2 separate regions of the Pan troglodytes genome follow, and region 2 is linked to region 1. A link is a contact called in public HiChIP or PLAC-seq data. All regions are on one chromosome and are shown on one strand. The core of a region is the stretch at or near the end of the contact, and the rest is flanking DNA. Distances in the headings are between cores, read along the strand shown. Region 1 holds the start of BAG4 (BAG cochaperone 4). Region 2 holds the start of LETM2 (leucine zipper and EF-hand containing transmembrane protein 2).

What was found. HiChIP or PLAC-seq counts read pairs in DNA pulled down with a chosen protein or histone mark.
Region 2: an H3K4me3 HiChIP or PLAC-seq map of stem cell-derived excitatory neurons shows a contact between it and region 1, with 5 times the contacts expected there. The contact joins the promoter of LETM2 here to the promoter of BAG4 in region 1. A contact is called at or near these places in 5 of 7 Hi-C or Micro-C datasets (blood, induced pluripotent stem cells, a lymphoblastoid cell line and 1 more), 1 of 1 datasets of contacts at active chromatin or transcription factors (stem cell-derived excitatory neurons) and 1 of 1 other capture datasets (stem cell-derived neural stem cells).

Annotation. Positions count from the first base shown.
Region 1 is chr7:46,576,099-46,578,930 of NHGRI_mPanTro3-v2.0_pri, reverse strand. It overlaps BAG4 (BAG cochaperone 4), which reads right to left and starts at 1,445. Exons shown (of 5, transcript XM_519710.8): 1 at 921-1,445. The coding sequence starts at 1,445. It overlaps LSM1 (LSM1 homolog, mRNA degradation associated), which reads left to right and starts at 1,505. Exons shown (of 4, transcript XM_001170479.8): 1 at 1,505-1,784. The coding sequence starts at 1,739.
Region 2 is chr7:46,785,555-46,788,490 of NHGRI_mPanTro3-v2.0_pri, reverse strand. LETM2 (leucine zipper and EF-hand containing transmembrane protein 2) reads right to left here and starts at 1,630. Exons shown (of 11, transcript NM_001280524.1): 1 at 1,540-1,630; 2 at 78-158.

The DNA of each region.
Region 1 (2,832 bases), core at 196-2,695:
GGGTATATAGCCAGGAGTGGGCTTGCTGGGTCATAGACTAATTCTAATGCTTACTGTTTTGAGGAACTACCAAACTATTTTCCACCATTTTACATCCCCACCAGCAATGTACGAGAATTTCACTATTACATTTTCAACAAATGAGGATAATTCTTGAACGAACAGAGGTATGCTGCCACCGCAGAACGACAACCCACTACCCAGAAGACTGTATTAACAAAGCAGAAGTATATGTCCGGCAGGAAAACGGAGAATAAAATGTTGCAGGTCCAAGTGTATTAGGCAAGTGAGTTAACCTCGCAGAGCCCCGGTTCCTTATTCGAAAAAAAAAAAAGGGGCCGCTGTAATGCCATTTTACCTTGCAGTCGCCGTGAAAATTAAATCAGTCAATCCGCGTAAAGGTACTTTACAACACTGATTATTCATGATTCGATCTCAGGCAAGGCATTAGGGGCAAACAGCTAAATGCCCAGATCCCTCCTCCTCGCAAAGGTTCCTTCCCCTCGGGAGGGTCCCTGAGCGGCATCGGGGGCTGCAGCCACTTCCCTTCCCCGGGAGAGCCGGCCTGCCAGCCACGCAGGATAAATTGCTAGAGCTGGAGCAGCAGATCCGTGCCACCCCTACCCAGCACCGCTCCCAGGAGAGAGATCTGCAGCCTGCTGCTAAGCTTAGCAAGTCCGCGCAGGATCTTTCTTTTTTAAATGGTAATAAACATATTTTTTGGGGTCGAAGCAGAAAAGGAGGGGCAAAGGGAACACAAGCATGTCCCCCCAACCTCTGATCTTAGTCTCGGTCTCTCCAACACCCCCCGCAACACACCCTCCTCCACATAAGGAAAACAAGTATGAAACCCGATCCTTTACGAACCCCAGCCCCAAGGGCCCTCACCTCCCCGCAAGGACAGAGGGTGCAAAGCTTACCTGGTGGCTTCCTCCGGCTCGACCAGGCTCTGGCCAGGCGCCTCCAGAGGGATAGTAGCCATCGCCTCCTCCGCCTTCTCCCAGCCAGGTGGTCTCCGCCGGGCCGCCCCCGCGCACCCGCCAGGAAATGGGAGGCTGGGGAGGTTCAGGGCGAAGAGGATATAAGGGTGGAGGTGGGTGTACCGGCACATCTCCACCCCCAGGCCCGTAGTAGCGGCCGTAGGACGGACCGTCACTGGGGCCGTAGCCCGAGCGCCTCAGGGCCGACATGGGATCCGCTGCCCTGAAGCGCTTCCCGCCCCCTCCCCACGGCCGACCCATCGCGCAGGCGCCCGCGGGCGATTGCGAATGGAGAGCAGCGAAGGGGGTCGGACGACGCCAGCCAATCCCAGGCCCGGGCCCGCCCCTTCTGCTGCGGAACCCCGAAAGCTGAGGGACGGAGGTCAGTGACTCTGAGGTCTCGGGAACCCGGAGACGAGGGAAGACACCGTGTTCCTTAAGAGGGAGTATACGTTTCCTCGCCATTTATCCAATGGAGATTCCTCTTACCTACTTAACAGGAACAGGGAAAGGGTGTCCCCCAACGGTACGGCTGCCCCGCCTCTTCCTGGGGGCCCGCACGTGTTACAGGAAGTGGGTAAGGGTAATATGGAGGAGCTTCCGGCAGGCCCCGGCGGCTGAAAGCCGGGGCAGAAGTGCTGGTCTCGGTCGGGATTCCGGGCTTGGTCCCACCGAGGCGGCAACTGCGGTAGAAGGGAGGAGGTTTTGGACGCGCTGGCCTCCCGCCGCTGTGCATTGCAGCATTATTTCAGTTCAAAATGAACTATATGCCTGGCACCGCCAGCCTCATCGAGGACATTGACAGTGAGTAGTTTATCTCCTCCCGGTGGAGCCTGGGGTTAGACCCTTCCTCCCGGGCGGGCGCCTCTTCCGAAGAAGCTTGTAGAATGAGTCCCGGGCGGGGCCGGTGTGTTCTGAGCTCAATCCGGGCGTTCCGCGTCGATGTCCTCCACAGCTGCGGTACACACCGCTTGCCCACCCAGTAGCCTGCTGCTACTTCTGCCCCTCGCAGCCTCCGCCAGCCCTCTAGCTGGTGAGCCCCAAGCGATGGAACTCATTCTTGCTTCCGTGGGTCGCGGCAGCAGAGGCCCGAACACGAAAGAAGCCCGGGGAGGGGGGGGGCTTCTCCCCCGTCCACTCCTGCCTGCAGTATTTCGAAGTATCAGCGTGTTACCGGTGGATGGATCGGAATACCTAGAGAGAGGATTCATTAAAAAGCGAAAATATTAAGACAGCGGCAGTTGGACTTAATTGGCAGTAAATGTAGGCGCTCTACGGTGTGGCCATTTGCTGGCTTATTTTACTGTGAGGGTCATTAGCACCTTCAGGTTATTGTAGTAGAGACCACTGTTAGACATGGTATTGACTTTTCTGGAAAGACCAAATCACTTGCAACCTTTTTTTTTTTTTTTTTTTAAGACAATTTACTTTTGCTTTTACTAAGAAGACCTCCCTTATTCCTGGTTTTTGTCCGGAAGAGGAGCTCAGTCCTATACAAAAGCGAAAAGAACCGTCTGCAGTTGTTCTGGCTTTCCTTTTTTCTAAATTCCGTCTGTGCATTATTCCTCAAGCAACATTTTTTATTGTTTTAATCATGTGATCTTTCTCATTAACTTGTTTCAAGATGATTTACACATAGTTTTAAACAAGCTGCAATCGTCTCAGTTACTCTGTGAATACGCAGTTTAGAATCTATGGTTAAAATTTCATTTTACGGGCCTGGCGCGGTGGCTCACGCCTGTAATCCCAGCACTTTGGGGGGCCGAGGCGGGCAGATCGCCTGAGGTCGGGAGTTCAAGACCAGCCTAGCCAACATGGTGAAACCCCGTTCCTACAATTAGCTGGGCACGAT
Region 2 (2,936 bases), core at 381-2,880, 210 kb before region 1:
GTGCGACTCCATCTCAGAAAAAAAAAAAAAGAAGAAGAAGAATTACGTTCATATTGGGGGGTAACTCCAATGCTTACCTTGTTCGAGCAATAGCCAGAACTGAATTATAACTGTAGAAGGCCATATTTATTTTTGTCTCAAGTAGTTAACATAGGGACCTAGGCAAAAGGAGTAAGTAAACAATTTAGTAGTTTAAAAATACATCAATTAAAAGACATCAGGATTTTAGTGTTTTTAACTATTGCAAAGGTAGAACATTTGCATAGTTAAGGTACAAAATCTCCTTCAAGCTCATTTCCAACAATCAGATATTTTCGTAGCTCTGGACTTGAGAATGGTACTTTGAGATTCCAACAAACGGTAATGATCTCTAAGATGATGATGCTCATGAAGATGGTACAGTCTTCAGAGACATTTTGATTTCTGGTCAATAGTATCTAGTAATGCAACTTCAATGATTGCCAAGTACTTAAAAGTAGAGCAATACATATCTATCTGTAGCCTTAAAATACAGGTAGAAAGTGAATATTCTGAATTTCTTTTCAGTTAGCATTGTTCTATATTTAGGCAAGTTGTCCCAAACCCTGAAGATTGGACGTACCCACTAATCTAATTTATGTAGCAGTGGATGAAGGTAGACATGCAACCTACTAATCGCTCAAGTGGAAGTAAAACTGTTTCCCTTGCTACTGATTCTCCAGAGCCCAAACTGAGCTTTGAACCTGTAAATAACCTTCACCAAAACCCTTCTCCATCCAGGGGCGCTTTTCTGCTAAGGGCCGCGAGGAACGGCAGAAGAGCTGGCATTCCCAATGGCAGCTTTGCTCTCTTGTGGTTGGGAAAAGAGTTCCAGGAGCTCTCCTGAATAGAAACCTTAGCCACAGAGCTGACATTTTCAACAGGGGCTCGAAACCTGTGGACCCACACTAACGGTGGATGGTGGTTCGCGGGCAGGAGACGACACCTGAGGCGGCGGTTAATCCGCTCGGGCCCGGGCGCTCCCGGGCGGCGGACACCGCTCGCACTCGCACTGGCGCCGCCCCACGCCCGCTGCTCCCGGGCTCCCTCGGCTTTGCCCATCACCACACGGGAGCAAAACGCGCCCTCGGCTTCCTCGCCCGGCGGCTTCGGCGCGCCTGATGTGTGCGCGGCCTGCATGCGGCGGGGTCTGGGGGATATGCTTTGGTTTTCTGGTGCGGAGGTGGGACAGGCACGGGAACGACGACCCTCGTGGATGATCGGGGTTGTTGGAAATGAAGCCGAGGAGAAAGAAGCAGGGCCTAGGATGGAAAAAAGGACGGAGCGCGCTGTGCGGGGAATGGGGAGGAGAGGCCGAGCTTCAGAGTTCGCGCTGTGCTGGGGAACTGGTGGGGATGAGGTCGTGGGCGGAGGAGAGCGCGGTGGGAACTGGAAGCTGTCAGAAGCCTGGATCGTGCTCTGATGAGAGGAGCAGGATGCGGACCGAGCGGGATCCGGAGGAAAAAAAGGCAGCGCGGCCCACCAGGTCGCGGCCTGAGGGCTGGGCCTGCCCACCCCTACCTCCTCGGCCGGGCTCCGCGGAACGGCCGCCTAGGTCCTCCCAGCTCCTTCCCGGGACCCCCAAGCTAGAAGGGCCCGAAGCCAAGTCTCTACGGTTCCGCCTCTTTCCTCGCCCCTGACGTCACTCTGAGTGACGACATCGCCAACCAATAAGCTCTCAAGTTCTGGGGAGGGCAGGCGTCCTTCACCTTAGCAGCCCAGGAAGCCGCAAAGTCGCGTTTCCATCGCCGAAGTGACTTCTTTGTGGGGCTTGGTTTAAGGCGCGTTGGTGCTGGGGGGCCCGAAGGTGACGTTTTTCTGCCAGTCCACACTCCGCAGGCAGTGGCTAACGCCCGAGGAAACCCGTGATTGAAGACTGGATTAAACAGGCTCTTGCCCTGACAGCTTAATATGTCTGATAGTCGCCATGGTAACCATTTCGGAGTCATGAATGACATCACTTTGATGTATTCTCCCTCGGACCCTGCAAATCCGGAACTGCCTGAGGGGCGCTGAGAGGATTTGATGGTGTCGCAGAAAGGGCGGGAATCGGAAGGAGCGCATTCCTCTCCCTTCCTCTCCAGAGGCTGGAATACTGTGAAATCTTCATATGGAAATCTGTATTCTACTAAAAATATTTGCTTTCTCAATGGTCCCTTAACAAGTGTTGTTTGTGATTAATAGTTTGTGTAGAAATCTCAGCATATAAAATGTATGTTATAGTAGCTGTGAAATGACAGACACTGCAGGTTTGAGGGCACTTCAGTTCCTAGGATGGCCAACTGAGCCATCTTGGGAAAATGAAACATCTAGAAATATTCTCATTCCCCAGTTATCTTTTCCCATCCATTTTATCTGGCTCCAGAAGAAAGAGTTAAAAAAATTTTTTTACTTAGGCTGGGCGCCGTGGCTCACGCCTGTGATCCCAGCACTTTGGGAGGCCGAGGCGGGCGGATCACAAGGTCAGGAGACAGAAAACATCTTGGCCAACATGGTGAAACCCTGTCTCTACTAAAAAAAAAAATACAAAAATTAGCCGGGCATGGTGGCGTGCGCCTGTAGTTCCGGCTACTCTGGAGGCTGAGGCAGGAGAATCGCTTGAACCCGGGAGGCAGGGGTTGCAGTGAGTCGAGATCGCGCCACTGCACTCCAGCCTGGGCGGCAAGAGCGAGATTCCACCTCAAAAAAAAAATTTTTTTTTTCTTAGTGGCTCTACTCGACCACCATACAGCAAGGAATCGCTTTCTCACGGCGAATACGTCTCCTGATATGTGAGCTGACCACAGACTTTACTCATCTGGGCTACACATTTTTAAGAATGGAAGATGGCGGTATTAAACGTCAGTAAAAAATGCAGACTGCTTTTAATCCACAAAGGATTTTTCAGCTAATAACCAAATAGATCCACTGTTAAATAG